2 separate regions of the Lactuca sativa genome follow, and region 2 is linked to region 1. The links are chromatin contacts, called in public Hi-C maps. All regions are on one chromosome and are shown on one strand. The core of a region is the stretch at or near the end of the contact, and the rest is flanking DNA. Distances in the headings are between cores, read along the strand shown.

Evidence for each region. Hi-C and Micro-C count contacts between places; a contact is called where the count stands out from the background.
Region 2: a Hi-C map of leaf shows a contact between it and region 1, with 7 times the contacts expected there. The contact joins the promoter of LOC111875888 here to the promoter of LOC111875884 in region 1. A contact is called at or near these places in 2 of 4 Hi-C or Micro-C datasets (both in leaf).

What each region holds. Positions count from the first base shown.
Region 1 is chr4:103,763,851-103,768,772 of Lsat_Salinas_v11, reverse strand. It overlaps LOC111875884 (E3 ubiquitin-protein ligase UPL5), which reads left to right and starts at 2,600. Exons shown (of 3, transcript XM_023872412.3): 1 at 2,600-4,547; 2 at 4,644-4,922. The coding sequence starts at 2,735.
Region 2 is chr4:103,978,148-103,983,069 of Lsat_Salinas_v11, reverse strand. LOC111875888 (inositol-phosphate phosphatase) reads right to left here and starts at 1,931. Exons shown (of 12, transcript XM_023872416.2): 1 at 1,798-1,931; 2 at 1,618-1,673; 3 at 1,429-1,479; 4 at 821-901; 5 at 603-706; 6 at 437-521; 7 at 268-322; 8 at 126-169. The coding sequence starts at 1,810.

The DNA.
Region 1 (4,922 bases), core at 1,351-3,850:
ATGCAAGTAAGTCTGGGTGTTAGACATGCTCTCCAAAGGAGCCCATCCTTAAGCTAGCTAGAGGGAAAACCCCTGTTAGATTCATACATGTGTATTACCCTCCTATCCATCCAAAAACCAAAGTGTAAGTAAGTCTGATTGTTAGACATGCTCACCAAAGGAGCCCATCCTTAAGCTAGCTAGAGGGGAATCCCAAGTTAGATTCACACATGTGTATTACCCTCCTATTCATCCAAAACCAAATGCAACTAAGTCTTAGTGTTAGACACGCACTCCAAAGGAGCCCATCCTTAAGCTAGCTAGAGGGAAAACCCATGTTAGATTCACACATGTGTATTACCCTCCTATCCATCCAAAAACCAAAATGTAAGTTAGATCGAGTGTTAGACATGCATTCTTAAGGAGCCCATCCTTAAGCTAGCCGGAGGGGAACCCCCAGTTAGATTCATACATGTGTATTACTCTCCTTTTCCATCCAAAAACCAAAATGTAAGTAAGACTGAGTGTTAACATGCTCTCCAAAGAAGCCCATCCTTGAGCTTGCTAGAGTGAAACCCCGGTTAGATTCACACGTGTATTACCCTCCTATCCATCGAAAAACCAAAATATAAGTAAGTCTGAGTGTTAACATGCTCTCCAAAAGAGCCCATCCTTAAGCTAGCTGGAGGGAAAACCCCAGTTAGATTCACACATGTGTATTACTCTCCTTTCCCATCCAAAAACCAAAATGTAAGTGATACTGAGTGTTAACATGCTCTCCAAAAAAGCCCATCCTTAAGCTAGCTAGATGGGAAACCCCAGTTAGATTTACACATGTGTATTACCTTTCTATCCATCCAAAAACCAAAATAAATGTGTGGCTGAGAATGATAACTGTCTAGGTGAGTTTTCTCACTATATTATGTGCTCCATGATATATCCTCTGTATGTTCGCATATAATTTCCCTATAGTATGTCATTAGGCTAGTTCTGTTAGTTGCATGTAGTATTGGATTATTACATGTTGTAGTGTTTATATGTGTTAAAATATTATGTAGGGAGTTTAAGGCGACCCAACCTCAAGGTGAAGGCTAATAGACTCGGGCAGACCAACTTTATGCTGAAGGTCAAGTAGCGGACCAACTTTATGTTGAAGGAAAAAGGGTGGATCGGCTTCGTGCTGAAGGCCAAGGGCGGACCAGGTTTATGCTGAAGGCCATAATATGTATGCATTGTATATGTATTGTGGTATGTGGTATTTTGGAGGAACTAATTAAGCTTCATGCTTGCCCAGTTGCATATAAATGTTTTTCAGGTACCTCATTGATGCGTGATAGGGCAAGGTTCGATTGTACACACGTTCATTCGTAATATGTTTCCGCCTAATGTAATTATACTATGATATATTTAACTAAATAAAAATGAAAATTTTGGGTTAAAAATCGGGATGTTGCATTAAGAGAAAAAAGAGAGTAAATAAGCACCAAATGAAGCAAAATCTGCACCATTTATAGAGGCTAGAAGAAAGGCACGCCATGCCTATAAATGGGTGTGCTGTGTCTTCAACATAAGGACTAAGGTTAGTATGTGGTGTTAACACGTGTTATCGTGTCGAATGCGAAACTTTGTAAAATCTTAACTTCTTCATACGAAGTCATATTTTGACGTTTTTTTATACTCAAGGCTTAGTAATTACGATTACTATGAATTTTGTTTATATCATTTATCATAAGTATGCTTTATCAAAATGTTATTTTATCGTTTAACGATAAATTTTATATTAAAATTTTCTACAAATATTATATACTTATAATATTTGTATACGATAATATTTATATAGTTTGTAACGTGTACGAAGAACAATTACCTTATTCAATGATTTTAATTGTTCGATAAAATGTATTATTATTATTATTATTATTATTATTATTATTATTATTATTCTCGCGTTCCCGAGCATTCTGGAGCATTCAGGAATGCATTTTTTTTGTTCTGAAATACTTATTTTCTATGTATAATAAGTTAATAACATAATATAAACAACTAAACTATTGTTGGGTTGGTCTTAATGTACTATCAACATGTATTGCTACTCTGGAACGTTGCCGGTTCATTTCGGAGCTGTTCTTTGCATTCCAGATGAAGTTCTAAAAACAAAATATGTTAAAATTAAACCATAACAATATAAGAGTAAATGACTTGCTCGTAAAACAACTAGGTCATCGTGATCATATTCCATATCTTAGGTCGGAGTTCAAAATGTGTCTTCGAGTGGGTTGGAATATTGGAGAGCGTGTTGGAGATCGGAATGCGCTTGTAATTCGAGATCTGGAATTTATCGAAATATAATCCGAAAATGAATTTGAAATTCGAAGTTTGGAATATGTACTGTGTTACTCTGGAATGAATATATTTCATAAGGTATTTGAGGGGCGATTCAGATAACATGGAGTCCGAAATTATTTCCTAAATAATCCATTCTAGATAAAAATGTTATTTTGGCAAAATCAATCTAAATAAGTTATTTTTGTGAAAGATAGACCAAAAAATGGTTAGATCAGTCAAATTTCCTTTAGTTTAATTATTAATGCCTTTTAGGCAATTACTGTAAGATTACTCTCAGCAAGTAAAGACGGGTCGCGTTGATCTCATCATCTCTCTCTGTAAAACCCAGCGAAGCGATATACAAATCTCTTTCTCATAAGTTGTTGTTTGATGGTTTCATGGTAAACCCCTTCCCGCCGGCCAACCGTCAATGTCTTCTCCAGACTCTCCGTCCGTCGAATTTCTTCACCAGCGAATCAAACGCAAGTTCGAAGATTACGACGACGACGAATACGACGATCTCTCCTACGACTTACCCGCCTTCAGGATGAGAAAGGATGATCCTAACCCTAATTCTCCTCCCGCCACCGCTTCCAGTAATCCTTTCCTTGATCAAATCACTCGTCAACACCCTCACTTCCAAACTAGGGCTTCTACTTCCAGTTCCAGTTCCACCCAACACTCCGCCTTCGTATGGTATCCTGATCGTATCCAATTCTTCGTTCGTATGATCTCCGAAGCCAAAACCTTAGTTCTCCATGGAAAACCAGACGACAAAGTCAAATTAATCCACGAGAAAATCCAGGCCGCCACCGGAATTCCGATGGTCGAGCAGCGGTTGATTTATCGAGGACGGCAGCTTCAGTGGGATTATAGTTTGGCTGAGTGTAAGATAAATAACGACGCAGGCTTGCATTTGGTTGGTCGAATGCGGAGTACGGAGCATCCGCAAGCGTGGCAGTTGATTGATGATTTGGTTTCGACGATTTACAGGTTGTGCAAAGGAGAAAAGGGCCTTTGTCTGAAGTCTGTGAAATCGCGGTTAACAGAGTTCTTGAACATGACTGCCAAGTATGATATCGGGGATGATCAACCGGCGCCTCATCTGAATATATTTCAATCGTTATGTGCTCCAGCAGCCCTGATGATGCTCTACATGTCGCCTCATGCAGGTAACAAAGAGTGTGCTCAAGAATCAATTCGACATCTCCTTAATTCTAGTAAACATACACTGTCAAGACCTATATATTCACAGTGTGCGCCTATAGCATTAGAGTTCTGTAAATTGCTCTGTAGAGTTTCAGGAAGATCAGATCCTTTGTATGAAGATTGCCGGAGTAGTCTAGGATCAATGGTGGAGTATCTTAGAATTGGAAGAAGCTCTCGGAATTATGATAACAGCAGTAATAAACCTGTAATCATTACAGTTCAGGACATTCTTCCATATGTGGCTGAGCTTGCAAACAACCTAACAGAGGGTTTGATTTCCAGTGTGGAAGCCATAGATGATGTCTGTCCTTCACCAAGTGATGTCCTTGAGTTCGCTTCATTCTTGCGTCCTCTCAAGGCTGCAATCAAAGATCAGACAGAGTTTGAGGGAATCATACCAATACCAAGTAAGTCCACCTCCACCCTCCCTTGTGGCAGTGATGAAATCAAACTTCTATACATGATCTTCATTGAGCTTTTTGAGAAAGTTCAAATGTGTCTTGATAAAATAGAGAGTTACTTAGCTACAGAAAAGAAAGGATACTTCGGATGGGATTCTTATCTTTCAATCTTGAAGGAACTGCGAAGCATTTCCAAACTATACCAAGGTGCAGAAGATTTCTTTTGGGAAAATTTGAAAAGGAACAAGGTCTCATTATGCTATCTGATTGTTAAATATGCTAAAAGAGGCGAGGATTACAAATGGATTCTTGGACATAAAGATGTTATCGACTTCGAATCCAGGAGGCATTTGGTATTGATGTTGCTTCCAGAAATGAAAGATGAATATGATGAGCTTCATGAGATGCTTATTGACAGATCTCAGTTGTTAGCTGAATCTTTTGAGTACATTGCACGTGTAGATCCTGATACTCTTCGTGGTGGATTATTCATGGAGTTCAAAAATGAAGAAGCTACAGGTCCTGGTGTCTTACGTGAATGGTTCTTCTTAGTTTGTCAAGAAATCTTTAATCCCCAAAATGCCCTTTTTGTTGCTTGCCCTAATGACCGGCGAAGATTCTTCCCCAATCCAGGTAATCTTTATCAAACTTCCAATAAAAAAAACCATTCTTTACGACATGGAATTACTTCTTGACTTCCTGACTTCTTGAATTCTGTTGAGTTTGCAGCATCTAAAGTGGACCCATTGCACCTTGAATACTTCAACTTTGCAGGAAGAATAATCGCACTAGCTTTAATGCACAAAATCCAAGTTGGAATTGCATTTGATCGATCATTTTTCTCACAATTATCAGGAAACACAATCTCTTTAGAAGACATAAAAGATGCAGATCCATACTTATACAGCAGCTGCAAACAGATATTAGACATGGACCCCACTACAGTTGACGAAGATGCCCTTGGGTTAACATTCGTTAGAGAAATTGAAGAACTAGGATCAAGAAAAG
Region 2 (4,922 bases), core at 682-3,181, 210 kb before region 1:
TTGGGGAAAATTTAAAATTTTGCCCCATTGACATCAACATCAGTATCAGTACAATGAAAGCCAAACACAGGACATGGCATGTGTAACAAAAAGGGTATTATGGTCCAATTGATGTTAAAAGTTACCTCTGTGGCCAGGAGGGATGTGACAAGTTCAGATTGAGAAGAAACTGCAACGTGTTGGAAAAAAGCAAGAAATTATTAGAGGCCATGAGAAGAAACATATTACGAATATTTACATAGAAATTAGAAAATAAAATATACTCACCTTTGATAGGATTTCCATTAAGGTGAGCACCTTTTCCATTGATAGCAGTGAAAAGCTATAAGTTGGATTCGAAACTCATAAGTGATCACAATAAATAATTCATGTTTTAATTTGGAGTTGTGATAAAAAAAATTGTTTGTTTGAATTATTTTGGTATAGAAAGGATTACCTCATCCATGATTGGGTTGTAAACAACTCCAACTGTGGGGACCTTTTGAATAGTAAGACCAATAGAAACACACACAAAGGGGAACCTGAAATGGTGTTTTATTTGGAAATCAATTCGAGTGACTAAATTTAGAATAAAATGTTTCTTAAAGATTCAAAAAAAGTACCCATGGACAAAGTTGGTAGTTCCATCAAGAGGATCAACTATCCAAGTTGGTTCATCTGTCAGCTGAGTTACACCATTGGCAGCAGTGGTTTCTTCTCCAATGAACTAAGATTTATAAACAAATAATTAAGAAATAAGAACTACAAATGTTACAAAAAGGGAAGGAACTCTAGCAATAAATCTAAATTAGACTGGAAAGTACAAGGAATTAGCTTTTACTTTGTGGCTTGGGAAACGATCTTTTAGATGATTAAATATAAGATCTTCACAAGATTTATCTGTTTCTGTGACCAAATCCACCTGCATTACCAATGAGATTAAAGATTATTGAGAGCAAAGTAACCAGGAATAGAAGATGCTACTAGATTAGCTAAAGAACTAAGGTTGTGAAAAGTTCAAAGAATCCTAATTTGCTTACATATTGGAAAGTCATAATGGAGTTACAGGTATTTTCACCAAAGAACATTCCCAAATCATTGTTATTAACTAACTTGCTATCTCTCAACACTTTAATAAGATTTGTCACATATGATGAACATATGAGATCAATCTTCTTTTGATAGAAAGCATAATAATTTATTCAGATATTCAACCAATTTGAGTAGCTAAGAATCCGGCATGACAGATTATAGAGCTTTCACACTAAACGAATGAAGTGAAATCACTCACACACAAACATATGGATACCAAAATACAAAATCGGATGTAAATCAAATACGAATACGCTGCTGCAAACTAAATCGATACTCCAATCGCTAAACCAATACAGCATTAAAGAGCACAGATTTGGCTACATGAATAAGTAAATTGGAGAATGGAGATGATACCGATCCTTTATGCTCCACATGCTTAGTCTGGTAAAATGCTTTCCGAATAACCTGATTTCCGGAAAAACAAATGAATTACGCAATCAGATGAGACTTCAACAGTTGAACTAAATTCAAGCAAAATCAATACAGTAGAAAGTAAAAACACAGAAATTTGCAACTGATCTGATAGTGCAAGTGTAACCTAACCTCTCCAGCTTTCTTAGCTACATCAACTGCGACATCGAGAAACTCGTCGAGCGAATCTGTAACAGATGGTACAAAAAACAATTCATAATCAATTACTACCATAGATTGCAACATACATGATGAGCATACAAATACACAGAATAGAAAAATGTGTGTGAGAAATAAGTAGAGTCGTAGTACCTTTTTCCGCCATGTCCAAATCGGCGAAGCAATTTAAGAGGGAGAGGGAACGATGGGGCGATCACGCACCGGAATGGTTGAGAATGAGTGATGAAATTGTAGTGCGAGTGCGAGTGAAAATGTGGCTCCATTGCAAGTACATATACAATAAAAATCGTATCGTGGGTCAAAATTAAAATTGTTTTCTTTTTAAATTAACTTTATTTATTTATTTTTATTTTTTAAAGAAGAATCTAGCATTTTATTTGTTATATAACTCTCTAGAAAGTGTTTGAAACAAATAGTTAAAATATTAGTATTGTGAGAATGTAAATTAAATTTTCTATTGATTATTGAGTATTTAAAATCTTGTTGATTATTTATTATTTTTACACAGTATAGTTATGATTCACAACATAACATGACTTATTTAGTTTTTTTTTTTAAAAATACATGAGGAATATAAATAATATCAAGAAAACTTTTAACAACTAAAATATAGTTGGTTTATATAAAAATTGACAAAAGTGTTGTATTATTTGTGTTTAAGAAGTACATAAAAATATATTGTGGCCCAAAAGTAGCATAACAACATATACCATACGGCAATAATCACAATCAATACCAATTCTATAAGTAAATTATACATCAATAATATCATAAAGTAATTATATTATTAGAGTGTGTGTTAGCTTTTTAGATAATGGTCATAATAAAGTAACAAAAGTTCTCTTGATCAAACAGAAATTATGAAGAAGAAAAAAATTGTATTCAATAATTGGTTTTGGTTTCAATTTCATCACTTTATTTTTATGACAACATAAAAAAACTAATTATATTTTATTTCTTTTTATAATTTAATATTATAAATCAATTTTTTTTCATTGAAATCATGAAAATAATATGTTATAACAAGTTAAAATAATCATAATAGAAATAAAATTATTAAAGATGAATAGTTTGTTGGATATTTTGATTCGAGTGGTTAATTGAAAAATAACCAAAACATATTAATGTTTATCTATCTATTTGCTTTGATCCGTCATTTTCTAATCTTACACTTTTCCATTTTGGTATTTTTGTCGTTAACCCTAAAAGAAATACATGCAAATTTGTTTTTTTTATCTTTTATTAGTAATAACAAAAGTTATACGTATTCAAATCTAATGGAAAAACTACTGTAATAATAATAATAATAACAATAATAATAATAATAATAATAATAATAATAAAACTAGGCTGATAAATATGTTCATAATCTTTTTTCAAAATTAAAAAGTTCTAATTGTTTTGTAAGTGGGAGAGTATATTCTTGCCTTTTATTAAGGAAGGGAATATACCTATGTCCGAACTAGCATATTCCCAGCTACAGTAACTCAACCACAATCCAACTAGTGTTACAAACGTGCCGTTTATAAATTTTAAGAAAATCCTAGCAACTAAATTGTGTAAAATTTAAAATAAATATATACATCTTAATAATGATATATAAAATAAATAATCCCAATTTTTTTTTAGCATTTTAGATTTTTTTTTTGCTTAGTTACTTGGATTTAATTATCATCGTACAACAAGTGAGATGGCAAACGGGCAACAAGCTGCGCCGCTACGCCTTTTTGTATAGCAATACTCAATCTTGTAAAGACTACATTCATAGAACTAGGGGATATACAATTGCAATGCATGATCCGTTGTACTCTATTAAGAAGTTCTACCGCATCCGGTGGGAGGAAACCAAACGTATCAAACGCAAATGGTATGAACACGTGTTGATTTTCCATGCACGATTTCTCATGTTTGTCGACTTTGCCTGTAGCAGCTTTTAAAGCAGCCAGTCCTGCCGTGAAACCCCCCGCCCTCAAGCCCACGAGAGGGGATACCCCTGTAAGGTCCACACATGCATGTTTCCCTCCGACCCATCCAAAAATCAAAATGTCAGCCGGTCTAAGGGTTGACCTTCCTTCTGTCGGGTCAGTCAAGAAATTCACAGGTGCCTCTTTCTTAGCAGAAACTCATGCACGCTTAAATATATCGAACAAAACATCTATGACCATATCGTGCCTGTATTTGAACCCCGGGAGTTCTTTATATTGAACTGCATGATCTCCAAAGAAGTCCAAACATGCCTTGCGACACACCGGACATATCTCGTTAGCTGGGAATATTGGAATCATGAGTCGATATTTGAGGATAGTACGATACTCCACAAGAGACATATGTTGGCCAATCTCATCTATAGGGATAGCAAGAAGAAAATCTTGGGCATGTGGTGCACGTAAGCACTGAAAAACCGATTTCTGACAGGCCGTAATGTCGAGATGAACTTCCATATCTTGGACAATTTTACGAAAAAATGGCACTCGCCAGCGTACTCTGGGATTTAGGGGGGGCGGTGTCTTTAGTAGTAAAACTGCTAAGGTCAGAATCTGGAAGCTTGTTATGAAGAGAAGCCAAGACACCATCATAATCAGAATCCATACCATATACCAATTTCAAAACACATTACTAGAAATCTACAATGCTTAATATAAAAAATATATATAGTCAATCACCTTGTGTTTGATCCAACTGAAACAAGGATACCATATCTTATGGCATAAAGAATCATTACAACGAATCATCTTATAAAGTTGAAATGAATTATTTTCTGTCACATAATCATAAAAGTATACATATAAAAACATAATCATAAAAGTATACATATAAAAAATGTGACGAAAATATCGATCAATTTAATTAAACACAATAAAGTACTACTCATTTGACACATAAAAAGTTATATCAATCTTGGGGTTCAAGTATGCCAATAATGATTGGCTGCAAATATCTGCAAAAAAAGGAAAAAATCATTAAAAATGGGGCAATTTGTCACCTTTAAAAAAAATATATGGTTGAATAAAGATCTCACACCTTCAAAACATGAAAAACTTTTATTTGAATGCTTTTGCTCGACTCTACACATGATGCACATGTTTTACCATTGAAACAAATTTAACCAAAATAAAAGATAAGTAAAGTAGTGATAAAACTTTTTAGTGTGTGTATATTCATTAGTATTTTTAGGAAGCTATTATTTGTATGTGTTTTACTTAACGTACACGTCATTGATTCGACATAAACATGGAAGGGTGTACCGTAAGTAATTG